4 separate regions of the Mus musculus genome follow, and regions 1, 2 and 4 are each linked to region 3. The links are chromatin contacts, called in public HiChIP or PLAC-seq maps. All regions are on one chromosome and are shown on one strand. The core of a region is the stretch at or near the end of the contact, and the rest is flanking DNA. Distances in the headings are between cores, read along the strand shown. Region 1 overlaps Spire2 (spire type actin nucleation factor 2). Region 2 holds the start of Trappc2l (trafficking protein particle complex 2-like). Region 3 overlaps Ankrd11 (ankyrin repeat domain 11). Region 4 holds the start of Aprt (adenine phosphoribosyl transferase).

Region 1 (6,838 bases), core at 686-3,185, 310 kb after region 3:
TCTCTCAGCTCTGTGCCCACACTTCTGCTGCGGAGGCTGCAGAGGTTTTACTACGTTGGTAAAGTTTCCAGAACTGGTTACCTTCTCATGGCCCAGAGCTTGGTTCCAAATGGTGGTTTTATCAACTGCTTTCTTGTTCGTCCCTGGTGGGCACATTATTACCAGGCCCTGGATTCCTACCACACTGTGTTGACTAGTTTTATGTCAGCTTGACATACCTCAACTTGGTATAAGCTGACATCATCTGAGCAGGAGAAACCTCGATTGAGAAATGCCTCCGTCGCTGGGGGTAGGGGAGGGGGTGGGGTGGAGGATGCATGCCTTTAATCCTGGAACTCAGGAGGCAGAGGCAGGTGGATCTCTGTGAGTTTGAGGCCAGCCTGGTCTACAGAGTGAGTTCCAGGACAGCAGAGCTGCATAGTGAAACCCTGCCTCTCCCCCCAAAAAGAAGGTTGGAATGGTAAGTGACCCGAAGCTGAGCACAGAAGTTTAAGTAGAAAGAAAAAAATAAAGAAAAGTTTGAGACTGGAGAGATGGTTCACCGGCTGAAAGAACTTGCTGCTCTTGTGGAGGAATTGGGTTTGGTTCCCAGCACCACAAAGCAGCAGCTTGCCCCTATAACCAGAGCCAAAGGATCTGATGCCCTCTTCTGGCCTCTGTGGGCACTGCATGCATGTGGTGAGCTTACATATATGCAGGCAAGGCACTCACATACATAAAATAAGATGGCTCAGCCAGTAAGAGCACTAACTGCTCTTCTGAAGGTCCTGAGTTCGAATCCCAGCAACCACATGGTGGCTCACAAACACCCGTAATGAGATCTGACACCTTCTTCTAGTGCGTCTAAAGTCAGCTACAGTGTACTTATTTATAATAATAATATATAAGAAAATAAATAAAATATATAAATATAAACAAATAAGACAAAATATATAAATATAAAATAATAATAATAAATAATAAATAAACCTTTGGGTTGACTGGAGCAAGCAGGGGGTCCTAAAAAATTTAATTCCCAACAACCACATGAAGGCTACAGTGTACATCTTTAAAAAGAAAAAATAAATCTTTAATATATATATTAAATATGTTATATGTGTGTGTGTGTGTGTGTGTGTGTGTGTGTGTGAGTGTGAGTGCAGGCCCCACGGCACACATGGAGATCACAGGACAACTTGCAGGAGCCGGTTCTCTCCTACCACAATAGGGACCCCAGGGCTTGGGCTCAGGCTGTTGGGCTTGCTGAAGCTCACCCTCACCCACTGAGCCATCTCATCAATGTCCCACCCCAAAGAATAGCATCTTTCTAACCTATTTTCACCCAGTTTATTTTCTTTCACATTTATTACTCACACTCTGTGTGTGTGTGTGAGACACGTCTGTGACTACGAGCATATGTGTGCCATGACACATGTGGATAACGTCCAGATCTTTCCTCCCCCCGTGCTTTTGAGGCCGGAACTCGGGTCTTCAAGCTTACAGAACAAGCACTTTTACTGGCTGAGCCATCTTGCTGAATCTAATTCTGCCAACTTCCTGCACTGTCTTCCGGCTGGGACCAGTGGTGAGGCCTTAGTGATGTGCTGTCAGAGGTTGGATATGGAGGTGTTCAGGAACACAGAAGCCAGGCCTGCCCATTGTTTTGTTTTAGCTGTTAATTTATCCTCCAGACTCCAGCCCCCAAGACTTGCCCATTGTTAGCGAATCATGAGTGTTCAAGGTTTGGGGTGCAAGGCAGGCCTGAGCCCTGTGCACTGCTGACCGGGCTCACCTCCAGACCTGCCACTGGTGGACGGGGTTCCTGTTGTAGCGAGGCACTTCCTGGGAGCGGTGTGTGGGCATGGCGCGTGTGGGTGAGCGCTTAGAGGAGCCTGCCGCTCTCACTCAGGCCGGATCAGCCACGCCCAGCTGTGGAAGAGCAGGGTGGCCACACCTGTATCCATCCCTTTGCCCCACAGAATTCTATTTGTTAAACAAACACGGGACTCTGACTGTGTGCCTTCCTGTGGGTGGTTCTCCCTCTCGGCTTTCTCCAATTTCCAAGGTTGATGTTTGTGAACCGGCTCACAGCTCAGTTTTACAGTTCATTTCTCGACAGTGGAAGCCACCCCCACCTGTAAGTGTGGCTTGCTTGCCGAGTGCCAGTCACTGGGTGTGTTTCCACCCAATCCAGACCAGCCCTCTGTGGTAAGTGATACCACTGTGCGAGAGGAAACTGGGACTGCTTAGTCACGTGATCTTTGACGCCAGTCTCTCTACTGGAGGCTGTACCCAGACCCAGGAGAAATGTCGGTGGTGTATTTTCTCTTTTCAAAATTTATTCCTTTTTAAAAAAAATTTTCGAGACAGGGTTTCTCTGTGTAGCCTGGGCTGTCCCGGAACTCACTCTGTAGACCAGGCTGCTCAAACTCAGAGATCCGCCTGCCTCTGCCTCCCAAGTGCTGGGATTAAAGGCGTGCGCCACCACACCCGGCTCCAAATTTATTTCTTGGGTTTAGCGAATCCATGTATTTTAAAATTCAGACAGCTTCTTCTTAAATTTTATTTCATCTGTATGAGAATTTTCCCTGGATGTGTGTATGTGTACCGCGTGCATGTCGGATGCCCGCGGAAGCTAGAGGAGGGAGCTGAATCCTCCGAAACTGGAGACTGTTACACGGTGCTGTGGGGCTGTCCTGTGAGTGTGGGGGATGTCGGCCCTCTATAAGAGCAGCCAGTGCCCAAATTCAGAAAGTTTAAGGGAAGACCTTGAAGGAGGCCTTGTGTTGGTGTGCCTGGATGCCCGCCCATCCTCCCTACTCACAGGCTGCCAAGATCGTGAGTGTTTCCTGCACATACCAGCACTCAGGCGTGTGTACTTCCTCCTAAAGGCAGGCGTTGCTTTCTGTTTTGTTTTTCTCCCTGAGTGGGAGCCTTGGATCAACTCAGCACACAAAACACATCTTATTGGTCCTTTATTTGAAACAGGGTCTTCCTTTCTGTGTTACCGAGGTTGACCTTAAACTTGAAATCTTATTGCCTCAGCCTCCCAGATCTGATTTCAAGTGAATTTCTTTTTCTTTTCTTTCCCTTTTCCCCCTTTCTTTCTTATTTTGGCTTTTTGAAACAGGGTTTCTCTGTGTAGCCCTGGCTGTCCTGGAATTTGCCCTATAGACCAGGCTGGCCTCAGACTCAAAGATTCATCTCTGCCTCCTGAGTGCTGGGATTAAAGCTGTGCACCACCGAGTAAATTCCTTAATCGACACCTTTCCTTGCTTTTTTCAGTGATACCTAATGTCCTGGGTGCAGGTGCCCCGTGTGTCTGTCTTCAGAGGACACTGGAGATTTTTGGTGCAGGATAGATGTAGCACTGAGTGATCTTGTAGGTGTCGTGACGCAGAGTGGTGTGCCTTCTAAAAGCCCACAAGCTATGTGAGAAGGTGAGAGAGTTATAACTGTGAGAGACTTGGCAAGCCACCTTCTGAGGGCTGTGGTCAGTTCCCTTGTCCGCCGGGGACTGCGTATGCCACATCTTCATTGCCCTGTGCCTGAGATGCAAGACAGGAAGTCTTTTGATCTTAAAAAGGATCTGCTCCTTCCAGCCTTCGTTCACTGTCAAAATACTCCCAGAAGCCCAGGCATGGGGCAGGGAATGTATAGCAAGAGGCCTCCCTAAGATGTATAAAGTCCCCTTTAGCAGAGTCAGGGGTGAAGTGGGGTTGTATCATATAGAGTGGGTAGTTAACCCTGACCCTGACCCAAACCCCAAGAAGGAGTTAGAGTCAGGAGCTCCCACCATTGCACGCGTCACTGCACGGCCGGGCACTGCGTATCCATCCGGTATCGCACCCTAGGACGCGTCTCTGCATCTGTTAGCTCACTTCTTCCTTGAGGTGATACCATGAGTTAGGCAGGAAGGTGCCATTTCTGTCCCCTAGATGATGAAGTGATATCATCCACTTACCCGTGACCGTGACCGTGAACCGGACAGAACCTGACTTGAGGAGGCAGCTCCACCCACCACCACTGGTGGCAGAGGCACTTTCCACTGGAGGAGGGGCTAGGCAGTCCTCTTACTTCCTGGATTTCTCATCTGCTATTTAAAGAATCTGGAGTGGCCATCTATGCTCAGGGCAAGGGTACCCTGCTTGGGTAAATTAGCACCAAGCTGCTTCCATAACAGAAACAATGCTGACGGAAACCATGTGTTCTGCTTCCGACTCTCATCCTGACTTAGCATTTCAGACCTAAAGGGAACTTGTTGGCCCAGCTCCATTATCTATCATCCATATGTTTTCAAGTAAATTTCTCAGTCTGCCCGAGCTCCAGTTTCCTCGTGTGTAGAGAAGATACCTTGGCAGTGGGGTGTGACGGCACACTTAGAGTCTCAGCCCTCAGCACAGAGCTGAGGACATCACTGTGGTCACTGTCATCCCAGGAGCTCGCAGGCCGTAGCTTGCTCATTGAAACCCAAGACCCCCCTGGAATAGTGATTATCCCTGTGATCCGAGCGCTCAAGAAGCCGAGGCAGGAGGATTGTCATGACTTGGAGCTAGACAATAATATCCTGTCTCAAAACAGTAATAAACAAACTCCCCAAATCTTCTGCAACTTGAAGCATAATTAGATCCATAAACAATTTTGAGACATCTTTTGTTATCTTAGTGACTATTGTACTGGCTGGCTTTGCATGTCAAACTTGACACTAGCTAGAGTCATCAGAGAGGAAGGAGCCTCAGCTGAGAAAATGCCTCCATGAGATCCAGCTATAAGGCATTTTCTCAATTAGCGATCAATGGGGAAGGGGCCATCCATAGTGGGTGGTGCTGTCCCTGGGCTGGTGGTCCTGGGTTCTATATGAAATCAGACTGAGCAAGCCAGTAAGCAGCATCCTCCATGGCCTCTGCATCAGCTCCTGCCTCCAGGTTCCCGCCCTGTGTGGGTGCCTGTCCTGGTTTCCTTTGCTAATGAAGAACAATGTGGAAGTGTAAACTGAATAACCCCCTTTTCTCACCAACTTGTCTTTTGACCATGGTGTTTTGTTGCAGGACTAGAAACCCTAACAGAGACAGCTGTTAGCACATTAAAAACATTCTACTCATGGGCTAGGACGGCTGCTCACTCAGTAGAGTATTTACAGGGCTCACAGAAGGCGGTGCTGGGCTTAGTCTCCACCGCATACACTGGATGCATTTGCACATGTCTCTAATCCCATGTCCTGGAGAGGAGGAAGCAAGAGGGTCAGAAATTCAAGTTTCTCCTCAGCTGTGTGCTGAGTTTCAAGGCCAGCCTGGACAGAGTGAGACATTGTCTTTTTAAAAATCCTATGGGGGCTGGCGAGATGGCTTAGTGGTTAAGAGCACTGACTGTGCTTGCTCTTCCAAAGGTCCTGAGTTCAAATCCCAGTAACCACCTGTAATGAGATCTGACGCCCTCTTCTGGCACTTCTGAAGACAGCTACAGTGTACTTATTTATAATAATAAATAAATCTTTGGGCCGGAGCGAGCGGGGCCAACCAGAGCAAGCAGATGTCATAAACTCAATTCCCAACAACCACATGAAGGCTCGCAACCATCTGTACAGCTACAGTGTACTCATATACATAAAATAAATAAATAAATCTTTAGAAAAATAGAAATAAAAATTCCAGCCAGAAAGCTGCTCTGGGCTGAAGACTAGGAGTCAGAACCAGCTAACGTCCACCACCCTCCCCGCCTTCCTGGCCCCCAGCGTGACTCAGCATGTGAGCTTTTCCAGGAAGCACCCTTATTCTTGCTCAGTTTTCTTTCATCTTTCCAGCGTCCGACACAGCTACAATGTTTTGTTAAGCATCTGATGTGTGCTGGGGACAGGGGACAGTCCCTGGGATGGCAGACCTCCGACAGCGTGCTCTCTCTCTCTCTCTCTCTCTCTCTCTCTCTCTCGTGTGTGTGTGTGTGTGTGTGTGTGTGTGTGTCTCGCCTCACTGATTTGGGGGCCTGATTGTCACTGATTTGGGGGCCTGATTGTTTTCCATTATTTTAATGGGGCTCACAGTCTCTATCTTTGGCAATCTTCTTGGTTCTTGATGCAATTTGAACATATTTGTGGCGTTAGCAGGTTTACTTAGCAGACGGTTTCATGGTTTGCTGATTTTTTTTATGTCTCACTTCATTCTAGAACTTAGGGACTCTGTGGTTCACGTCCTTACATGACTCTACCTTTATAGGAGATTAAAGGAGGCCTGGGGAACGGGGAGGGTTGGAAGTGGGGTAGTTGAGGGATTGCTGGTGGCCACCTTCTAAGATCTCTGGCCTGCCTCCTTGAGCCACCCTTACCTGCCAGTTGTGATGTCTGAGAGTCATCTGTTGCCTTCAGCTCCTCATCTGTGAAATGGGTGTGGAAGTTACCCATGTCCTGGGCTGGGGCTAAGCCAGTGAGTAAGCCCTTGAACGTGCTGACTCACGTCTTGGCATTCACGCTGATGTGTTTAGTAAATAAAATGCAGAGTCCAGCTTCCCATCTGCCCTCCAACCCGGGGACTGCTCCTCTGAGAGGTGCCGTTGGAAAAACCCCAACCCTTGAGTCCACCATGAGAGGTGAATTTGTTTACCCACTGGCCCAGGGTTTCTTACCTTCCTGTGTGTCCTGGCTCACAGGACCGCAGTTCTAGGGAGCCCATCTTAGATTATTGATCTTCCCTGCAGTGACAACTAAGCAGTCCCCCCTCTTCAGATGTACTCACACAGCCCTGCTGACTCTGCATCCCTGACTTTCTCCTCTGAGCTGTCGCTATGGACCGTGGGATGGAAGGCTGCCTATGAGGGTCCTCCTTATAGATGCCCTGTAGCCTGAACCCTGCCCACACTGGCTTAGGCT
Region 2 (7,663 bases), core at 1,031-3,530, 420 kb before region 3:
GTACAATGTTCTGGGATTCAACTCCAAAGAACCCTCCTGTCACAGCCCCCGGGTATCCAGAAGGTAGGTGGTGGTGGTTCCTAGTCAACCACCTTCAGGTAAACCGTTGGTCATTGCTTGTCACATTCCATTACCTAAAAACCTCTCTACTCAGCTGGAGCTGCCCAACGGAAATGCACTGTGACCTTCCATGTGACTTTATTTCCTAGTCACCACATCAGAAAAGCAGTTAGGTAAGTCTTTAGGTTTGGTGGCTCATGCTTGCAATCCCAGCACTGGGGAGGTGGAGGCAGGAGGATTGCATTGAGTTTGAGGCCAGCCAGGGCTACAGAGTGAGTTTCAGGCCAGCCAACACTACTTAGCAAGACCCTATTTCAAAAAAGCAAGCAAGAGAGCAAGCAAACAAAACACAAAAAGTAAGGACGCCAAAATGAAAGCTAAGAGCACATTTACTTAACTCAGTTACCCAAAGTCTATCAGTTCAACGTTCTTCAGGAGTCTCAAGGGAGTGTCAGAGAAGACCTCTCCTCACAGGCTGTCATTTGGAAAAGAGCAGAAAACTGACAGACGAGCCTGTAGTCAGTACTTCTGGATCAAACCAGTGGAAACAAACAAACCGAGCCAGTGCGATTTGGCCCTAAAACGACTTAATACTGAAAGGCACTATATATGTATGAAATCTCTCTCTATATATAGATCTTCAGTACTGCTCATTACTGTGCAAAGTCTGCTATTAGTGACCAGGACAGGAGCCAGAGAAGCCAGACATCCATTGTGTGAACAGTCAGCATCCACAAAGAACGGGAAGCTGGAAGGGGTTTCCTGCAGTGGCTTCTGGGTGGTGGGACTTATGTACAGGACTTTTTAGATCTGTATTTTTCTTAGTAATAAAAAACTACTAAGCTAATGTTTATCAAGTGGGATGTTTACTTTCTTTTTCTCCTATTAAGTCTCTAAAATTGGAATGGCGAGATGGCTCAGAAGGTAAGAGCACTGACGAGTTCAAATCCCAACAACCACATGGTGGCTCACATCCACTCATAATGAGATCTGACACCCTCTTCTGGTGTGTCTGAAGACAGCGACAGTGTACTTATCTATAATAATAAATAAATCTTTTTTTAAAAGTCTCTAAAATTCAACTTATTTTACATATATAGCACCTCTCCATTCTGATGGGCCCACAGATCGCTAGACAGCATCCCTCTCCCCTTTTTGAGGAGGTAAGTGTGGATCAGCACAGGTCTGAAGGCCCTGCAGAGGGCTGGTTTGGCTATTAATTAGCCTCGGCCGGTATTAGCCTCTGATTTGTTTCAAATCATCCTGAACTGGATGTGACTCTGATTCTAACAATAGCCAACAGATGTCACTCCACAGTGTGTGTCTGGGGGTGGGGGGGTGGGGGTGGAGGTGGGGCTGGCAGGCTGAGACTGCGAGGAAGGCACAGTCCATCTAGTTCTGTTTGGATAGTTCCATCTGACTTAGTGTTCTACATGACTGATTTCTAAGCTTTCATGTCACTTCAGGGCGACAGATTTCTCAGACAGGGACACTGAGGGAGATATGCCCCAGGGCAGAATTCATAAATGACCACAGGCTGCACTCGCAGGTGACATTCTATGCCTGACTTTGTGGTCAGAGTTCCCCCAGAGGTCAGGCTGGAGGTGGGCACCAAGGCAGGGCCACCTGTTGAGGGGAGGAGAATGTCAGCCCGCTCTCGGGAGGGGAAGTAGGAAGAAAAGGGCCTCCCTGAACACCTACCCCCACTGCGGAAACAGTGAAAGATGTGACACCGGGCTCTGGGCCTCCCTCGGGTCACTGCTCATCCGCCGTGTGGCTGCCCTGTGTCTTCCGTGTCCCCCCGCCGCGTGGCCCCACTTACATCGTCCATGAGCAGTAGCACGATGTTGGGGGGCTGCGGAGCACCTGCGGCCAAGAGTCCTAGGGCACTCAGTACCAGCAGCAGCTGCTGGGCTGCGGTACAGGCCGCCATAGCAAACCAAGCTCCCGCTGAGGAGTCAAGACCCAGTCCCAAGCCTGCCGCGGTTCCTTTTGGACTGTAGGGCGGGCCCTGGCGGCAGAATGAGAGGAGGGGCAGGGCCACGGAGAAAAGAAGAGGGAGAGGTGGGGCCTAGGCTGTCTGAGTGACAAGGGAGTGGGCTGGGCCTTACGGGAAAGGGGCGGGACCAAGGCCGGACCTGAGAGTCTGGGCGGAGCCATGGTAGAGAGAGGCGGGCTCTGAGCCTCGGTGGGAGGAGAATGGGCGGGGCCTGCCTCCACATCGGGTCACATGATGTGGCGCACAGCCTGCCAATATGGCGGTGTGCATCGCGGTGATCGCCAAGGAGGTGCGTGAGAGGCTGCGGGCGGCGGGCGGCGGGCGGCGGGCGGCGGGCCTCCTTCCAGCCATGGTCTTGATCTTTTCAACTCTGAGCTCCAAGCCTCAGCCAAGCCCTATGATCAGGATCCTTCCGGCTCGCTTTCGCTGACAGCTGACAGCCGTCCGCCGCCAGTTTGCAGGCCTCCGCCTCCGGGTTTTGAGATCCCCCGGGAAGCTTAGCTGGTCGCTGCAGCCTGCCACCCGTCGCTCTACGCGTTCTTTTCACGGCCTCAGCTGCCTTCCGCGTCCGGTCTTTCTGCCCCGCCTTCCGGACCGTCCCCTGGCTGCCCAGCCGGCGCTATTTAAATATAAGCCTGGCGCGGCTCAAGTCAGCCTAGAATCCAAGTGCTTTTCTTTGCCTTAGGATAGTCCCCTTCATGTCTTTTGCACCCTTCTACTCCACCGTGAAGGCCTGCAAACCTCTAGACAGCATCCCTCTCCCCTTTGTACCCTCTATTCCCAACTGTCATCTTGCTGGCCAACATATATATTCATTTCTTTCCGGAAAGCTGTTTATGGATGCTAAGACAGCTCCAGAGGGCCACAATATCCTGTTGCATGAAGCCTGTATCCCTATTAGGCTTTTTCTGAGATCTGCCATTAGGGATTAGACTGCTGTGAAGCTGTCAGTATGAAAGAGGGAGTTATACCCCCAGGAGGCCACCAAAACCAAAACTCATGTCATAGGCAGCTGCTGCTTTGATAAACTCAGGAGGAGGAAGTCCAGTATCTATGCTGAAGGGTCCTGATTTGGAGACTCATTCAATGTCTCGAAGCACTGAGAACAGACCACTACCCTAGTGTGGCACGTTAAGAAATAGCTAGTGCCCCTGCTGTTAGGATGACACTACAGAGTGTGCTGGTGGTTGAGGCAGAGGTGATCCTAGGAAGAGAAGTGTCAGGGTATGTTGTTAGGCTGTGCTCAGGTTGGCATTCCGGAGTCATTTCTGCTCACTTCCTGCCCCTGTGCATTTGTCTCTACTGCTTCCACCCTCCCTTCCTCCTCCTTTCTGGTACAGGTGAGAGAACTAGGGCTTAATGCTGCGACTCAAGCACTCCACTACGGAGTTACATCTCTGGTCCCATATTGCTTTTCTTTTTGGCACTGGGAATTGGACTTAGTGCCCTGTGCATGTCAGGCAAGTGCCACACCACCCAGTTTTATCTTTATAGTCCACTCTCTGCAGACAGTCTTCCTTAGGTTCAGTTATGTCGCTGAAGGCAGCATGCCACAGTGCATTAAGCAGTAGAGAGTCATTGTCAGGCTGAGAGCACACGAGTGCTTTGACTTTGCCCTTAGAGCCCGAACTCACTGGGTGGGCTGCCATCTCTTCCTGCAGAATTACCCTCTGTACATCCGAAGCACTCCGACAGAGAGTGAGCTCAAGTTCCACTACATGGTGCACACGTCTCTGGATGTGGTAGACGAGAAGATCTCTGCCATGGGGAAAGCACTGGTGGACCAGAGGGAGCTGTACCTGGGCCTGCTCTACCCCACCGAGGACTACAAGGTGTATCCACCACTGCTCAGCACCCATCCTGCACTCACGGAGCAGGATCTGGGAGGAAACGCTGGCAAAGAAAACGTGTCAGGGGTTTCAGCTGGTCAGGCAGGCAGGTGGCCCGAAGCTAATGGAAGCCTCTGGACATTGTCTCCCTTTAATTGGAAGAGTCCCTGGAAAAGCAAGTCTGAGCATCCAGGAGGATGCAAGTTGACATAGTGGGAATCTGGGCTTCTCTGGGCTCACTAGAGGCCACCAACTTTGAATCAAGGGCGATTGTTTCATGATACTGTTGTTAGGCTCAGTCTCGTGTGACGCTGTAAATTCTTGGCCATTCCTTTTGGACAAATGATTAAGACCATAGAATCCAAGGACATTCACATGGGGATTAATTGTAGCCTATCCACAGTGACACTGGTGTTGCAGTCACTGTGTTAACACTGATGGCAAAAGTTAACATCCCAAGCCCAGGATCAGTTCAAAAGGAGGCTGGGCTGTTCCCCAGTTCAGGTGCACACCTGCATGGTTCCTGCCAAGCCACCCAAGCCTGGCACTTCCTCTGACTCCAGGTATTAGGCTTCTCTGAAATGAGTGTTCACAAAGGTCTTGCAGGCTCTTGATTGTGATGCGGTGTGTGTCGTATGCAGTCACACAGCCTCTGTGCCAAGGCTTGTTCCTTAACCAGCCGTGCAGATATGGGTATGTGACCAATTCCAAGGTGAAATTTGTCATGGTCGTGGATTCCTCCAATACAGCCCTTCGGGACAACGAGATCCGCAGTGTAAGTGCAGAGGGCTGAGGTGGGTATCTGCCCCTCACTTTCCGCACTGGGAAGGCAAAAGCCTGCAACAGCCCCATGAGTGCGTTCATCTAACCGGTGTTCGTTTGCTCTTCTACTTTTTGTTTGTTTGTTTGTTTGTTTTTTGAGACAGGGTTTCTCTGTATAGCCTTGGCTATCCTGGAACTCACTCTGTAGCCCAGGCTGGCCTCGAACTCAGAAATCCGCCTGCCTCTGCCTCCCAAGTGCTGGGATTAAAGGCATTTGCCACCACTGCCCGGCTTCGTTTGCTCTTCTTTTAGATGTTCCGGAAGCTGCATAACTCTTACACAGATGTGATGTGCAACCCCTTCTACAACCCGGGAGACCGCATCCAGTCAAGGTGGGACCTGCTTTTTGATAACATGGTCATTAGGAAAGCAAGGGAACCACGTAGGAGCCCTGTCCCAAGGCCACTATTTCAAAGCAGTCAGCCCCATTTTTCTAACGTAGCGCTGACACAGACCTCTGTGTGTATGGGCAGATTGGGCCAAGGCTCACCCATCTGACCTCCCAGGTGTGTCTGTGGGTACCTGAGGACCTAGAGAAGGCTCAGCAAGGGCTCATGCTGTGGCATACCCTTTTCGGAGGCAATGTCCTCCTGTTGCTTGGCGTGCCTTTTGTGTTGGCTTGGGTGTCTCCCTTCCAGCTGGATGGACCTCATGCAGGTGCCTCATCAGGGGGCATGGACTTCATATGCAGGCACTGCAAACCTGCTTCCAGAATTTTCTTTCTTTCTTTTCTTTCTTTTTCTTTTCTTTTTTTTAAAGATTTATTTATTTAGTATATGTAAGTACACTGTAGCTAACTTCAGGCACCCCAGAAGAGGGCATCAGATCTCATGATAAATGGTTGGGATTTGAACTCAGTACCTTCCTTCGGAAGAGCAGTCAGTGCTCTTAACCGCTGAGCCATCTCTCCAGCCCCAGAATTTTCTTTTTCAGGGACTGTTCCCAAGGAGTTGCTTTCAGTTGACAGGTGGCTCAAGCAGGCCCTTGAGTGGCACCTTCCTTTAGCCGAGACATCAAGTATTTTGGGTCCACCTAGATCCTAAGACAGAGAACCCAGGTGTCCCTAAGCCATACAGGGCAAAGACAGCACTGCCTGCTCGTGGGGCTCATTGCTTATCCCTGCCTGCTCCCTGTGGACCTTACCGTGGGAGACATGCTGTGGAAATCTGTGGAATAAGAGGCCTGTGGAGGCTGTGCAAGGGTGGTGGGTGTCACTGCCTGGCATGGTGGGTACAAAGTCTGCTTCCCTGAACCCTAGGAAAGCTCCAGAATCCCGAGGATCCGGTCGGGCAGGGCCATAGCCCGTCCTGCTCTAAATCTGGATTCTCTTCTCAGGGCCTTTGATACCATGGTGACTTCCATGATGATCCAGGTGTGCTGAGTGGGGACCTCTGCCTGCCTCAGTCGTTCAGAAGAGAAGCCTGCGTTCACCCCTGTTGGATGATACTTATTTATTCCCTTTCTGCTCCCTGAGTGTACCCTGTGGGCAGGGCTGTGTCCCCTGTGCTTTTCTACTAAAGGCCTCACAAGATGAGATCTACGTTGTCCTGTGTCAGCAGAGAGGGCTCAGCTGAGGACCAGCTAGCTGGTCTCAGAGACTCTAGAGTGATGTAGGGGCTGTGACCACAGCTGGGTGGTATAGGGGAGGATGCTGTGATAGGAGACTGTGGGCCTCCATTGTCTGAGCAGGTGGGTGGTTCAGAAGGGTGTAGGGTATGGGGAGCCGAGAGCCAGCTTCAGAGAATAGAGACGATCCAGGGCGGACAGACACACACCTTCCTTCTTGGGCAAGGGCCCTCGACGTTCTGGATCTGCCATTCATTGCTAGCCTTAGCCCAGTGCTGTGCCCAGCGCTAGCCTCAGGGGGTGGTAAGAGGTGTAAAGCTCTGTGGGACACAGCAGCAAAGCGTGTCTCCCATGTCGCAGAGGAGAACCTCCAGGAGCCTTTCCTGTCTGTGAGCATGGAGACCAGCAAGGTCCCCAGTGCTGCTCCTAGGCCATGCATCCCCAGGGACAAACCAGGCTCTCCTCAGAAGTCCTGTGGCTGTGTGGAGGTGGTGCCTGAAGCTGGCTCTTCCATGCCTCCGGGCAGCGTAGCTAAATACTGGTGTCCTAGGAGAGGCAGAGGCCAAGAGGACCTGTCCTGAGCCTGAGTCCCCTTTAGCTGTCATGGCTCCATGCTGTCTTCAGAGTCTCTGGCTTCCCCAAGTCCTCAGCCAAGGACCTCCCCTTCGCTGTAGAGTGTCTCATGCCTGGGCCCAGCAGGCTGGGATTTGTCCACGTGAGCTGGGTGGAGTGGGAGAGAGTCCATCTCTGCATCTCAGGGCTTCTCTCCAAGAGCACAAGGTTATTACAAAATGCAGTACGAAGAGAAGCCAGACCACCCACCTGATCGATAAAAGTGAGAAATGAAGTTGCTTTGAGAAGTTCAACATGCAGCTGACTGACATGGACAGAGCCCAGATGGACTTGGTTAAAGCCTTTAGTGGGGGGTTGGGTTTGGCAAGGGAAGGAAGGAGCACCAGTCAGGTGGGATCTTGGGAGGTCACCCTCCCTGAGTATTAGCTGCCCTGGAAACTGCATCTTATGCCCCAGTCTTCCCTCCTCACAGAGTGAGCCTCAGGTTTCCTGGAGAAACTTGGCTCAATGCCGGTTGCTACCCTCCCCCTTTCCTCTTCATACCAGGACAGGCAGTTACAATGTGTAAAAGGTGGTTCTGGGAGGAACCTGCAGGAAAGATACTTTAAAAGTAGGTCTGGCTGGTGTGTAGAACACTCGAGGCTCTCTGCTCTCTTCCTGCCTGGAAGCGGGAGGTTAGGTCTCCCTCTTGAGAGCAAGACGACGAGATGAGGGAGCAAAAGGGGCCTAAGTCTGGGCTGATGAACCAGCCCTGGACGGCTTGCGTCAGCTTTTCTTTCTTTCTTTCTTTTAAGATTTATTTATTTATTATATG
Region 3 (7,088 bases), core at 369-2,868:
AAGAGCTCTTCACCCCACACTGTCCTTCTAACTTCCCCACCCTGGTGACATCACTTAAAACAACTCTAAGTTCTCCCTGTGGCAACCACGTTAGACCTCTCATAAACAATTCTTTGTTCTTATTACCATAACTCTAACATCAAAGAAGCATATAACTCAACAATAGAAGACGCTGTTTGGTTTTTGGTTTTGTTTTTTAACAGAAAGGGTCTCAGCCCTGTGGTGAATGGCAGCTGTAATGCAGCATTTGAGGAAATGGTAAGAACTGGAGCAAGACTAAGGACAGCCTGGGATGTATGAGAGTTCAAGGCCAGCCTGAACTTTGAGGGGAAACTGTTGGGGAAAAACAAGCAAAAGCAAGGACTGGGGGTGTAGCTCTGGTGATAGTTCTGACCTAGCAGGCACGAAGCCCTAGGTTCATTCCGTCTCCAGCGGTATAAACTAGGCATGGACCTGACAGACTGACAACCATGACAGACTCCTGCAGCCCAAGCACTCGGGAAAATCAGAAACAAGGCTGCCACTGACTAGCTACACACAGAGAGTGAGGCTAGTATGAAATACAGTAAGACCTTGTCTCAAACATTGTTAACTATCTGTCAGACTTAATGCAGCACACACCTTTAATCCCAGCACTAGGGAGGCTGAGACCAGCCTGGTTCCAGTACCAGGATTGACAAAGCTACACAGAGAAACCCTGTCACAAAACAAATTAAATAAGCTAAAGGAGCCAGAAAGATGGCTCAGAGATTAAGAGTATTTATTGCTTTTGCAGAGGACCTGGGTTCAGATGAACACACGTGGTGGTTCACAACCAGGTATCAGGGGATCCGACATCCTCTTCTGACTTTTAGGCACCAGGTACACATGTGGTGCACATACATAAACGCAGGCAAAACACTTATTCCCAAAAAAATAAAATAAATACATCTAAAAAAGGCCTCACTCTGTAGCCCAAAGTGGTCTAGAGTCTCCCAAGCACTGGAATGAGGTGTGTGCTACCAAACCTGGCACTCAGCAGAACTAAACCTTGAATACTCAAACCATACAAAAGCTCTAGTCCAGCTGCATAAGCACTAAACAGCCATGCAGCCTTTGACAACTGTATGTACAGTGGATTCCTCTGGGTCCCCCTTGTTCCCAGGGCAACAGTCTCATCACTGGCAAGTCCCCTGAAAACCAGTCCTCAAGTTGGCAGTTAATTGGTTCAGAAAAGGGTCACATCTCTAGAACATTAACTGCTTTACCTACTGCACAGATCAATGAAGTCAGATAGAAAAACATCTCAAGCTTAAGGACAACTTATATTAAAACTGAAGGTTATTTTTAAAGGCCTAAAAAGTTATTTCCCTAGATTAACCAGCCCTGGATGCTTTCTATACAGATTTTATTGATCAACTGTAAATCCAAGAACTCAGGAGGCAGAGGCAGGCTGATTTCTGAGTTCCAGACCAACCTAGTCTACAGAGTGAATTCCAGGGCAGCCAAGGCTTCAACAGAGAAATCCTGTCTTGAAAAACCAATTAACAAACAAGCAAGAATAAAATATACTCAGAAACCGGAATTAGTATCAGGATAGTCATGTTAGTGCATGCCTATGGCTCACAAGTTCACGGTCTCTCTGGGCATTTTAGGTTAAGACTCTAATTCAAAATAAAAGGCTGAGCCGGGCGTGATGGCGCACGCCTTTGATCTCAGCGCTTGGGAGGCAGAGGCAGGCGGATTTCTGAGTTTGAGGCCAGCCTGGTCTACAGAGTGAGTTCCAGGACAGCCAGGGATACACAGAGAAACCCTGTCTCAAAACAAAAACAAACAAACAAACAAAAATAAAAGGCTGGGGATACATGGCTCAATACTAAAGCAAAAAACCCCAAAAGTACTAGAAAGGAAGAGGAAGAAGGAATTAACACGAGCATCAACTATTCATAGTGAGAGACGTCTACTCTGAGTCACATGCTAGGCTTGAGTCACAATGTGAATGCGGAATCTGATCCTCATCAATGCGTTTCTGTATTTCTCTTTTGTTAATCACTGGAAGGGGGAGAGGGCGGCAGAGATAAGGTGCACATCTTGCTATCAGAGGACAAATCTGAAGCAGCCAGTTCTCTCCTTCCACCCTGTGGAGTCGAGGATTAAACTCAGGTCATCAAGGTTGCCCGAAAAGCCCCCGACCCACTGAGCCATCTAGTTCATGCTGTGTGATTGTCTATCACCTCCACATCCTATTAAGTGACAGCTACATCCACAGGAGTACATGCCACAGGTCACTGGTAGCCACCAATGACAAATATCCACACAGCAAGTCTACAGAAGTGAGAAAGAATATGAGTTCCAGGTCTAGCTCTCCAACAACTCACTACAACACCTCCGCACATAGGTTTTATTTACTGGGTTTTGGGGGTGGGTATAGAGCATTTAAGGAGTTGTCTTACTATAAGGCTGGCCCCAAACTCCTGGCATCCCTGGGATTGCCAGCATAGACCACTATATCCAGTTTGGATTAGTCACTTTAGCATAAATGTGAGCAGGAAGTAACACCCACACACCAGACTCCATACAAAGGAAACATAAAAAATTAAAAATTAATACATGGGCTACAAATCTCACCACTCCCATTTCACACCCACAACCTACCTTCTAGTTTCCCCCATAAGTAACAGGTTCCATTTTCAAAAGTAAAGTTCAGTACCACAATATTAAATATACAACTCCCTGAGTCTGTTATTTAACCTTCCATGAGTTTTAGGTCTTGGACACCACTGGCCTCAGAGTCTGCGGATGGAGGCAGGTTGGCTCCCTTTCTCTTAACAGCCCATGGAGAACTGACTTCAGCCCCAGCTACAAACACTTCAAAACCAAACAGCTTTGATAGGCCCACTTGTTTTTAAGTTTTTTGGTCTTTTAATTTCACTCACTGAAAACATATCCCTCAAAAGCATTCTTGAACAAGAAAATGAGCCAGCATTGTTTGGGTAAGGCACCAAAAAAAAAAAAAAAAAAGGCCACACCAAGCAGGACAGCCTGCCTCAGGGCCTTGTCTCTCCATCCCACTGTACCACAGTTCTGTGTGCCAACAGCAACAATCCCCTGGTCCCCTAAAGAGTCAGGACTCAGGATTCTGGTCCCCTAAATCCATCCCAGTCCAGTAAGACAGCAGTGCTAGATTAGCAACTGTGGTAGGGAAATAAACAACAAAGTAAGCTGTGACACTGTTGAAAAGGAGACAGTTCTGAAAAAGCTTTCCATAAAAATCAGTAAAGACCTGAGTGTGCATGCACAGCCTTCGGGGTGAGTGAGTGAGCGTGCACAGCCTTCGGGGTGAGTGAGTGTGTGCACAGCCTTCGGGATGAGTGAGTGCGTGCTCAGCCTTCGGGGTGAGTGAGTGTGTGCACAGCCTTCAGGGTGAGTGAGTGTGTGCACAGCCTTCGGGATGAGTGAGTGCGTGCTCAGCCTTCGGGGTGAGTGAGTGTGTGCACAGCCTTCAGGGTGAGTAGGGTGAGTGAGTGTGTGCACAGCCTTCGGGGTGAGTGAGTGAGCGTGCACAGCCTTCGGGGTGAGTGTGTGCACAGCCTTCGGGGTGAGTGAGTGTGTGCACAGCCTTCAGGGTGAGTAGGGTGAGTGAGTGTGTGCACAGCCTTCGGGGTGAGTGAGTGAGCGTGCACAGCCTTCGGGGTGAGTGAGTGTGTGCACAGCCTTCGGGGGCATCTGGCACCTCTGCAGTCATGCCAAGCTGCCATATTTAGTGCACTGCCCTCTTACACTCGGAAAGCTTACTTGGACTTTTACAGGGAAAAAGAAAAACCCTGTACATTTTTAAATGTTTAAACTGACTCAGCAGTTAATACTTGCTACTCTTGCAGAGAACTCCGAGTTCAGTTTTCAGCACCCACAAGAGGCTCGCCACCAGCCCTAACTCCAGTATCAAGGGATCCAATACCCTTTTCTCACCTCCTTGGACACCAGGGACACACATCCATACATGCAGGAAAAGCCTCAGACTCATAAGGTAAAATAATGTTTTATTTTTAAAATAAAATATATACTGCTGGCCCAGCATAATAGCTCACGCCTTTAATCCCAGCACTCCACAAAGAAGCAAGCAAGCCTGGTCTCCAAAGTGGAGACTCTGTCTCAAATATATATAATAATATTGGTGTGTGTGTGTGTGTGTGTGTGTGTGTGTGTGTGTGTGTGTACAAGAAAGATCATAAAGATAGCATACAATGTATGCTGCTGTCTCTCCTCCTGCCCACCTAGGAGCTGAGTCACCCTGGGCCCAGCAGTCACTGAGGTGTCTACAGCCCAGTGAACCACAGCTTGTTTCAAAGCCCTTACTTAGCCAGGCAGTTGGTGGCGCAGGCCTTTAATCCCAGCACTCGGGAGGCAGAGGCAGGCGGATTTCTGAGTTCCAGGTCAGCCTGGTCTTCTACAGAGTGAGTTCCAGGACAGCCAGGACGGCACAGAGAAACCCTGTCGGGGGGGGGGGGGGGGGGGGCCCTTACTTGGTTGCAAGTGGCAACAGCACATGCCTTTGATTCCAGGCAGAGAAAGGTGGATACACATGAGTTTGAGGACAGCCTGGTCTACATACTGAGTTCCAGACCAGCTACAGCTACATAGTGAGAAGTGTCTCTGAAAAGCACTCTTACTTAGCAAGATGCAATCCCCTAAGCAATGTAGCCATACCAGAGAGCCATGAAGTCCTTTTGGTGGAGAGGGAGATGAGAAAGCAAAATCGAACACAGGGCTCAGTACTATCCAGTGTCAATGCTGCCCATCATCTCCTTCCCTGTGCCTCTGCTCACCTTTACCCATCACTGCAGTCACGCTAAGGGCTCATTGGGGTCCTGACAAAAACAGCCACTGTGAGAGCTGCCCGCCACACCAGACTCCACAGGTAGTTCTCACTTAGCCCTGTGCCACAAAGGACAGCAGATAAAAGTTCTCAGGGGAAGAGCTGCATCCTACTAGCCCGAGGTAACTCAAAAACACTCACTATTAAATCCTGTCTTGAGTAAATGTATTAAATGTTTGTTAGATAAAATATTATGTCCTACCCAGTATTACCATTTTCTCAGACATATAGAAGCTTCTGTAAAGGCAGATGACCTTCAAAGACCAATCTCTTTCAGTAAGTATTAGTTACCTATGTACTGACACAAATAGAAAGAAAATACAGAAGGCAGAAAATAAAACTAAACCTGAGGTGAATTCATCATCCAGTTCTGAACACACACAGGGTCTCTACTCTTCCTTTATAGGGTCTCAGGCTCCTGCAACTACTGAAAGCCTAACTCCCTCTCACCTGTCTTGGCTTACATTTTGTACTGACTTATTAAATAAAACTATGAGAGCAAATACCAAAAGTCTCTTAACTCCCTACCAACTGTCTGGGACAGAAGAGCTCCTAATATGAACATTTCTGCTGAAATACATGCAGGCCCTGTCTGACCACTTCGAGGCTTCTCTGATCTGAACCTGTCACTTTCCTGAACACTGTGTCCTCTCTGAAGTAAGCTGCCCACATCTCCCTCGAAAATGTAAACCACAGGACACCAGAGCTACCCAAGTCCTTATGCAGAGTCCCGTGTGGCCTACAGTAGGCACAAAACAAACGGCACCTGATCCTTTAGCTTAGGTTGAATAAGAAATCAAGGTTACTCGTCAGTTGTACAGGAGTAACATGGAGTATACAGTTGGGCCCAAAATCAACAAACAGTGAATAGCTCACACAAAAAGGGTTTGCCACACAACCCTAATGACCTTTGACCTTAGTAGATTCCCTAGAACCTACATTTGGAGGAGAACTGACTCCCAACTCTGACCTCCCCATCCACGCACCTCTCACAAACGCACAGAGTAGTAAAGTGACAGGACAGAGATGAGTGCTGCAGACATGCTATAGCTGGCTCTTAGGATGGAGGACTCTAAACCATCTGGCAAAAATGAATATATAGTCTAAAGAGATGTTTTCACTATCAACGTAGTGAAACAATAGACCTTGTGGTGGTTGAAATGTGCTCCTGAGTTTGAACACTCAGTCCTCAGTTGGTCATGCTGTTTGGGGAGGGTCTGGAACGTGTAGGTCTAACCTTGCTGGAGGAAGTATGTCACTAAAGACTGGCTTTCAGAATCTATAATCTCACTGGCCCCGTTTTCTCCCCCACCCCCCACCTTCTTATTGTGTGTGGATAATCTCTCTGCTCCCTGCTCCTGCCATTATGCCATGCCTTAGCTGCCATTATAGACTAACTTTCTGGAACCATAGGATAAAGTAAACCTTTTCTTCCTTAAGGAAGGTGAATCTCTGCAAGTTTGAGGGTAGCCTAGTCTGCATAGTGAGATCCAGGGCAGTCAGGGCTTGTAGAAGAGACTCAAAAAAAAAAAAAAAAAAAAAAGAGTTGTGTAAGTGAGGCTGGGATGTAGCTTTAATTCATCAGCTGGTCAAGTGTTTTCCTAGCATGCATGGGCCCTGAGTTCAATTCCCAGTACTGCATAAACTAGGCAAGGTGGTGAATACCTATAAAACTAGAGCCACAGAAGTGGGGATAGGCAGGAGGATGGAAGAGGTCAGGGCCATCTTCAATCGCAGTTTGAAGCCAGTCTGATATAGACAGAGACAATGCTTCAAAATACAAATAAACAGAAAAAGGCAAAAATAGAGGAGGGGGCCGGGGCACACCAGGAGTAACTGCTTACCCAGCATGCTCTGAGTCCAACACACAATTCATCCCACCCCATTCTCAAAAAAAAAAAAAAAAAAAAAAAAAAAAAATGTGTGATGGCACATGCCTTTAGTCCCAGCAGTCTGAAGAGCAAGACATGCAATATGAGTTTGAGGCCAACCTGGTCTACACAGTTTCAGGACAGTCAGGGCTCAAAAAAACAAAGAGAGGAAGTAGGTACCCCAGCTGAAGATATAGCTAGGAAGTAAACAGAACCCTTGCCTAGTGACCACAAACCCCACTGCTGAGAAGGGGAAGGATAATGCAAGTTTACCAGAAGCAGGAGTAACTTCTTTGTATATAAAGGCTCTCTGCATGTAATCTCATTAATGTTACTTCTGTCTAAACTAATTAAGCTGTAAG
Region 4 (7,193 bases), core at 3,376-5,875, 450 kb before region 3:
GCTCACCAGGCTCGGAGCACGGGTGTCTTTGCCTCTTTGCTGTTCGTTCTCCTGGTGCTTGAGCACGGTGTCCCCCATGGCTCTTGGCTCTGCTTGGATCCACTGTACATAGCAGTGGATAAGCCTTGACAAAGGCCTATTAATGGGATGTCGGGCACCTGGGTGCGTGAGAGCAAACCATCTAGGCTTACACCCACAATCCACCTGTGCAGGGGAGATGGAGAAACATCTGGTGCTCCTGGCAGAGTTGCTGCCGGACTGGCTCAGCCTGCATCGCATCCGCACGGATACCTACGTCAAGCTGGACAAGGCTGTTGACCTGGCTGGCCTCACTGCGAGGCTGGCCCACCACGTCCACGCCGAGGGGCTGTGACTTTGAGCTCCTTGCCTGTTTCTTTCATCAGTACACGACGCACTTACGCCTTTAAGCCTCGCCAGTGTGGGCAGCTATCGTTGCCCATGGATCTCATAAAGTGCTGGCATTAAGTTGCTTCCTGAGGCTTTGGGGCATCCCAGACTCAGCTCTAGGGGAAGTAGACTCTGAAGAGTAGGGTATGTTGGATGGCCATTGCACAAACTACTCAAGCATTAGGTATGGTCAAGACCCAAGATCAAGGTCCAGGTGGAAGCCTAGGCTGGCATAGCCTTGCTTCCCCATGAGACTTAAGAATCACACAGACCTTGGACTTTCCTGATTTCACGGGACGCTGCTCTGAGAGTGAAATTGGGCCTTCTGTAAATATGTGAAGTGTGGTTTCTTTTCAAACCTTATATGGCCCTGCATGTGACTGCTAGTTTTGGCTTTTAATAAAGTCATGTAAGATTTAAATAAAATACTACTGAGATGAAGCTGAACCTGTCACCGTAAAATCTCTTTAAATGCTGTTGTGTGATGTGGGGCAATGGGCTATGGACAGACATCCTGGTCCTGGTGGGTGGTAATTTTCACATGGACATGGACAGAAGGCGTTCCATCATGTCTCCTGGACCCCTGGCTCCTGTCGAAGTTACAGCCCCCACAGGAGAGGCATGTGGCTTTTAGTCATGTAGCCAATGTCACAAGCTTCTGGCATTCTGGCTAGACTCCTTCCCACAGTTACCTAGCAACAGCAAGATGGCAAAGCCCACTATAAGGGGCTGTTTGGCCCCTCCTCGCTCTCTTAAGCTCTCTGGCTTTTTTTTCTCTTTCCCTTCCCCCCTCTCTCCACGTGGCCATGGCCTGTCCTTCTACCTTCTCTTTCTCCTTGCCTTTCTACAATAAAGCTCTAAAACCATAGACTGTCTCTGATCATGAAGGCCCACCGTGTTTGAATGATGATCGGATAGGCTTTCTCCTAATGAGCCACTTTTAACCTGCCAGAAGGCCTTCCTACGCTGCAGCCATGGACCAGACTAAGGACTCCACCCAGCACCCCTCCCTTCCCCGCCCTCTCTTCCCTTCTGCCCGGGTCCCCTATTATGTTCTCAGCTCCTCCACCATATCCAGTGTGGGGTGCCGGAGACTGGCTTAACACAGCCAGATGCTCACACGGGGCAGTGTGAAAAGTATCCACCCTCCTGGAGCACCAGAACTCTGGTGGGACGCAGGCTCTCTCCCATCCCCCTCTTTCCCCAACACCCACGGCCCCAGAATGTGATTTTTTTTTTTTTTTGAGACAGGGTTTCTCTGTAGAACTGGTTGTCCTGGAACTCATTCTGTAGATCAGAAATCCGCCTGCCTCTGCCTCCCAAGTGCTGGGATCAAAGGTGTGTGCCACCATGCCTGGCTTGATATATATTTTTTAAATTTTTATTTTTTCTAAAAGCTCTGGCTCTCCTTGGAACTATATAGGCCAGGTTGGCCTTGAATTTTAAGCAGCCTGCCTACCTTCAAGGCACTAGGATTAAAGGTCTATACACCATGCCCTGCAACAAAATAGCTTTTTTGAGATAGTGACTGTGAACTGGGTGTTGCGGTGCGTACTTTTGATCCCAGCACTCAAGAAGCAGAGGCAGTGGACCTCTTAAGTTTGAGGCCAGCCTGGGCTACAAATCAAGTCCAGAATAGCCAGGGCTGGTTATATTAAGAAACCCCATCTCGACAAACAACAGAAAAAAATATAGTGGCTGTGGGTCACTGCTTTCATCCTCGTCCATCCTAATGGAATAACAGCCTAGAACAGTGAAGCAATAAACCTGTTTATGTAGTCAGCTGCCTCAGAGACTGACAGAGATAACATCTGCTTCCCTAGTAGGGGTTGTGGCTTCAATACAAAGCTGAGCCTATGGGTTCCCACCTGAGCCCCCTTGTCCCTGTAGTGTCACTCTGGAGGCCCTGGAATGTGACCCATGCAACAAACTGAGGAGAAGCAGCATGCATATCAAAACGGTTTATTGATCTCCAGTAGCACAGCTCTGCTATGCTCCAGGGTGTGTGGCACGTGTACAAAGTACAAGGATCCAGGGGTCCACAGGCACGGCGGATCAGCTGACCAAAGGAATGAGTGATAACACTCACAAAAGGGCGGCCGGTAGCTCACAAAGGTCACTTAGGCGCCTGGGCTGAGCCACCAAGCAGTTCCTGGTGCTGCTGGGAGCAGGGGTGTGACCATCTAGCCAGCTCCTCAGTCATACTGGAGGAGAGAGAAGAATGGTATAGGTCCTAGCCTCTCCCTGCCCTTCAGCGAGGTCAGCTCCACCAGGCTCACACACTCCACCACTTCAGCCCGGAGCTGGTGCAGCAGGTCACAGGCCGCAAACATGGTTCCTGGGGGGAAGGGACAGAGAAAGAGGAGGTGTTCAAGCTCTTTGCTTAGTCAGCACCCAGGACAGGGTCTGGCCCTTTGAAGTCTGTTTGTCTTGGGTTGGTTCTTTACCTCCTGTGGCCAGGAGGTCATCCACAATGACCACTCTCTGCCCGGGTTCCAAGGCATCTTTCTGGATTTCCAGCTCAGCCTGCAGACAGGAAGTAGTGTAAGACAGAGTCTAGGCGCGAACAAGTGGCCACCTCCCTAGCCTCGAGCGTTTCTGGGTGGTGTAAACCTGACCCAATGTCTCAACCTCTCTGAGCACCCACATTTACTCCTAGACACTGGTAGCCGTGATAAGACCCTGCCCTTCCTCTACACACAGCTCGCTTACCTTCCCATACTCCAGAGAATAGGAGGCTGACACAGTGGGGCCCGGCAGCTTCCCCTGTTTCCGGATGAGCACACAGCCCACGCCCAGCTCCTGAGCTAGGGAAGGGCCAAACAGGAAGCCCCTGGAGTCTAGACCTGTTAGGGTAAGGAGGGAAGGTTGTGGGATGGAGCTGAGGGGCATGGGAATCTAGAGGCCAAGTATGGGCGAGGTCAACACTTGCTAGGAACACTAGGTCTTGCTGACTACGGCTAGAAGAACGTTGATGGCTACTGGGTAGCCATCAACTCATCATCTCAGCCTTGGGGATCCTACCTGCCTTCTGAACAGCTCAGGGCCACCTATGGTGGCTCTTGCCACCTTTCAAATGCAGCATCTAGCTGTCGTGGGAAGGATACATACATGCCCTAATTTCTGGAGCATGGCCAGGGGTACCAATAGGAAGTGAAGTGGGCAAAAGTCTGTGGTCCCTGAGCACTTACCAGGGCCACTCTGTTCTCTGGGGTGCCCACCCTCCCTCTGGACACTCCTGGTGGACATTCAGCTGTCCTAGGGTGTTTCTGAAGCTCAGGCATGGAGCCAGGTAGACAGCAGTTGTTTAACACAAGCTTGTGTGAGGGAACAAGAGAAAGATGCCCCGGTGTAGTCCTGGGGAGAAACAGCCCCTGAAGCTACCAGGCTTGAGGTCTGCCCAGGCACGCCACGCCCAACCAAGGTTACCTAATTTTTAGTATCTAGTTCATCCCAGAGGCTACCCCTAAGCAAGGATGTCCGTCATCTGGAGGTTCCAGGGTCTCCCAGCCTGCTGTCAGGATGCTGGCCAGCTTTGTGCCCTAAAAGAGGGAGGCCTGGTTCTGGACACAAGGACAGAGCAGAGTTCGTCTCTAGGAACAAGCACCGAGGGCAGATGCCTTAGGGTACCTAGCAGGGAAGGGAGACTCCTACATAGTTCATCCAGGGTGAACAAGCGTCCAAGGCAGTGAGGAACCAAGGAGGAAGTGTCAGAGGTTGAAGAAAGAATGGATGGGTGTGGGGCAGACTGTGGGTGACACGAGGGGGAAAGGGGATAGGGGCTAGGACCGTGGGGGACGAGCACGGCCTAGCAAGGCCACTCGCCTGCGATGTAGTCGATCTTGCCGCTGTGCGTGGACTTCAGGTGACTGGCCAAGAGGCGGATGGAAGCTCGGAAGGAGTCCGGGTCTTTCAAGAGGGGCGAGATATCCCTGGGAACAAGGACAGGAGAGTGACCCGCGTGTGGCCGGGCAGAGGCCCCGCAAGATCCCCGAGGCTGCCTACGCGCCTGCGCCGGGGGATGAGCGTACAGCGCCAACGCCTCGCCGGCTCGTGACCGCACCTGAACAGCACGCCCGGGATTGGGAAGTCGGGGAAGCTGCGGATGCGCCGCGCCACCAGTTTCAACTCAGGTTCCGACATGGCCGCGTGCGTGTAGGAGGCAGGGAGGAGGTAGGTATCAGCACGCTAAACTCACGTCAATCCCGGGGGGAACAAGGGCGGAGCGTCCTCGATGGGCGGGGCTTCTGGGTGCGGGTTGGTCTAGCACGAGGGGCGGGACAGGCTGAGAGGCGGGGCCTCTGCGAGGTGTGTGTGGGGCCTGAGTCAGGGGTTAGATTTCTTGAGCTGCCTAAACACAAGCATCCCTACCTCAAAGATATATGGGTGGAAAGGGGATGTGCGATGTCCATCCTTTTTTGGTTTTGCCCCACACACGCTTTTTCAGTCCTGCTTTTCCAGGGGCTAGTCTTCTGGACCTGGGGGAGCAGGGACGGGTCTTGCCCAGGTCCGCTGGAGTGGTTTGGCCTTGCGTTCCTTCCCTCGCGCATAGTACAAGGGGCCTGAGATTCAGCCCCTGCTTTCCTGGAATTAGCCCGGAAGGGAGCTGATGGATAGTCTTAGGTCCAGAGGTGGGAGTGCACTGTGTGTGGGCTAGAGCGCAGGGGAAAGCAGGGTAGCAGGGCGGGTAAGGAATGCCTTCTCTGAGACCACAGACACTCCTGTGCATTGCAACAGAATGTGCCCTCCTCGTTTTGGGGTGGGGACCAGAAGGTCCTGATAGCCAGAGACAGAACTGGGGTTCTACCTTCCCAGCACAGTACCTGGGTCTATAGGTAGTGGTGTGGAAGACTGTCCTCTGAGTATAATGGCCATTATCATCTTCAGTGCAGTTGCAATTACTCAAAAGATATCCTCCAAATTGGCCCATGCTCCATCAAAGGAGAGGGTGTGGGGAGGGTCCAATGGATTCTAAACATTCCTTCTTGGACCTTCCTGTGAGCCCGTGAGCTGCATTCTTCCATTTGATGTGGTCTCTGGAGGCACTAGAATACACACACACACACACACACACACACACACACACTCACATGGAGGAAGGTTAACTAAAGGGAAGCTCCGTTATGAATCTATTAGGAACTTGTCATCTATGCTGGGCCGAGACTTTTCCGTTTGGTTGATGCAGCTGCTCTGGGGGTCATTCATGTTCTTGTAGGCAGTGAACTCATTGGACACGATGGTTACTTTAGGCTCTCACTGGAATCGTATCTGGGGCATCTGTTTCTGAATCCCCAGGGAAAGCTCATGCAACAGGTACGTGGAGATCTAACACACAGTCTCCCATCATAATCTCGATTTTAAAGACCAGGATATGCCGGGCGGTGGTGGCGCACGCCTTTAATCCCAGCACTTGGGAGGCAGAGGCAGGTGGATCTCTGAGTTCAAGGCCAGCCTGGTCTACAAAGTAAGTTCCAGGACAGCCAGGACTACACAGAGAAACCCTGCCTTGAAAAAAATAAAAACAAACAAACAAACAAAAGACCAGGATAGGTGGTCTCATGATGGCGCACGCCTTTAATCCCAGCACTCCCAAGAGAGGCAGGCAGATCTCTGAGTTCAAGGCCAGCCTGTCCTACAGAGTGAGTTCTAGGAGAGCCAGCACCTCACTGAGAAACCCTGTCTCAAACCAACCCAAAAATAGACTTGGGGCTACCAGAGCTAACCCCCTCCTGTTCCTTTATTCTTCCTCTCAGTCTCTTCACCATCATTTCCCAACCGTTACAGCTCAACCTTGGCTCTGCAGTTACTGCACAGATGTGAAAACTTGTCCATGAGCCTTCAGAGAAAGGGTCTTGGAGATTATGTGGAGCATATGAGAGGTGGCAGGTTACAGAAGTGGCCCCATACTGCCCTGAGCCAGGGCCAGAAACTTAGGCTGTCATCTTCCCATCTCCATGGGGCAGTGCAGATGCCACCTTGACTGGAAAAGGTGCTGTCTTTGTCTTTTGTTTGTAGCCAGTGCGAAAGAGGTAGGGTGGCTCAGAGGGTTGGCCTGGGGGAGAAGCCAGATAGATGGCACTTCCTTGGCATTTCGCTGAAATCTTCACTTTTGTGTACGGCACCTAGGTTGAAATGTATGCAGGGACAGTGACAGTGCTTCAGACCCTGGGTTGACGTACCTACGGTGATCAAGGCCCCGGCTTCCTTTTCAGGAGCCAGTTGGCAAGATGGGCTGTGGTGCTCGAGAGCGGACTACAGGGTCAGGGCTCCAGGATGAGCAGTCTTGGAGCCTTGCACCTGGTTGCAGGGGCCGTCCATGCAGGGATGGGTGGGCAGAGGGCAGCTGGTCTCTTCCATTCATCAGTCCGAAGGACAAGGTCTCCCAGGCACTTGCAGGGCTGGCTGGAGATTCTGGTCTTGGCTAATGGGCCCAGAAACACTTCTCAGGGACAGACTCAGGAGGTGTCAGACACTTCCCTAGTTTTTCACAGCCTGGGGGTGCCCAATTCTGGAAAAGGACATTTAAGAAAATGAACTGCAGTTATTCAGGCGTTTCAGACTGGGCACAGTTAACGAGACGTGGCCCTCCCGCCTCACCCACCCACCTGGCTGCAAGGCGGGGATATCCCTATCTCCATGCCTTCCAGAATCCTAGGAATGTGGAGCCCCGGGTCCTGCTTTAAAAAGCAGCTCTGGCTCTGCAGAAAGGGGGGTTAGGGGTGGGGTGGGGCTGCAACTGGCAAGCCAGTAGCAAGGAAAGGGAGCCCCAGGGCAGAGCTGCGCCT

Evidence for each region. HiChIP or PLAC-seq counts read pairs in DNA pulled down with a chosen protein or histone mark.
Region 1: a FOXA1 HiChIP or PLAC-seq map of pancreatic cancer cells shows a contact between it and region 3. The contact joins two enhancer-like sites.
Region 2: an H3K4me3 HiChIP or PLAC-seq map of bone marrow-derived macrophages shows a contact between it and region 3, with 4 times the contacts expected there. The contact joins the promoter of Trappc2l here to the enhancer-like site in region 3. A contact is called at or near these places in 14 of 39 promoter capture datasets (the 3T3-L1 cell line, 3T3-L1-derived adipocytes, the C10 cell line and 10 more), 1 of 115 datasets of contacts at active chromatin or transcription factors (bone marrow-derived macrophages) and 1 of 9 other capture datasets (embryonic stem cells).
Region 4: an HNF4G HiChIP or PLAC-seq map of pancreatic cancer cells shows a contact between it and region 3. The contact joins the promoter of Aprt here to the enhancer-like site in region 3. A contact is called at or near these places in 7 of 39 promoter capture datasets (cranial neural crest, embryonic stem cells, hippocampal neurons and 3 more), 1 of 484 Hi-C or Micro-C datasets (Th1 cells), 3 of 115 datasets of contacts at active chromatin or transcription factors (effector CD8 T cells, embryonic stem cells and pancreatic cancer cells) and 1 of 9 other capture datasets (adipose tissue).

Annotation. Positions count from the first base shown.
Region 1 is chr8:123,339,631-123,346,468 of GRCm38.p6, forward strand. The region is part of intron 1 of Spire2 (spire type actin nucleation factor 2); the gene reads left to right. Among named protein-coding and RNA genes, the nearest start is that of Spire2, 10 kb to the left of the region's middle. Within about 2 kb of position 1,936, at least 85 of the 459 cell types and tissues checked have an H3K27ac peak or open chromatin away from gene starts, as enhancers often do. A contact at or near this core is called in pancreatic cancer cells, where this site is marked.
Region 2 is chr8:122,609,346-122,617,008 of GRCm38.p6, forward strand. Trappc2l (trafficking protein particle complex 2-like) reads left to right here and starts at 2,281. Exons shown (of 5, transcript NM_021502.2): 1 at 2,281-2,348; 2 at 3,721-3,893; 3 at 4,576-4,663; 4 at 4,963-5,042; 5 at 6,046-6,246. The coding sequence starts at 2,316. The coding sequence ends at 6,091. Galns (galactosamine (N-acetyl)-6-sulfate sulfatase) reads right to left here and starts at 2,142. Exons shown (of 14, transcript NM_016722.4): 1 at 1,883-2,142. The coding sequence starts at 1,993.
Region 3 is chr8:123,026,008-123,033,095 of GRCm38.p6, forward strand. All of the region lies in intron 1 of Ankrd11 (ankyrin repeat domain 11), which reads right to left. Among named protein-coding and RNA genes, the nearest start is that of Ankrd11, 13 kb to the right of the region's middle. Within about 2 kb of position 1,619, at least 71 of the 459 cell types and tissues checked have an H3K27ac peak or open chromatin away from gene starts, as enhancers often do. A contact at or near this core is called in Th1 cells, adipose tissue, bone marrow-derived macrophages and 3 more, where this site is marked.
Region 4 is chr8:122,572,282-122,579,474 of GRCm38.p6, forward strand. Aprt (adenine phosphoribosyl transferase) reads right to left here and starts at 4,626. Exons shown (of 5, transcript NM_009698.2): 1 at 4,472-4,626; 2 at 4,234-4,340; 3 at 3,121-3,254; 4 at 2,856-2,934; 5 at 2,356-2,746. The coding sequence starts at 4,551. The coding sequence ends at 2,604. It overlaps Cdt1 (chromatin licensing and DNA replication factor 1), which reads left to right. Exons shown (of 10, transcript NM_026014.3): 10 at 213-849. The coding sequence ends at 373. Galns (galactosamine (N-acetyl)-6-sulfate sulfatase) reads right to left here. Exons shown (of 14, transcript NM_016722.4): 14 at 5,956-6,916. The coding sequence ends at 6,830.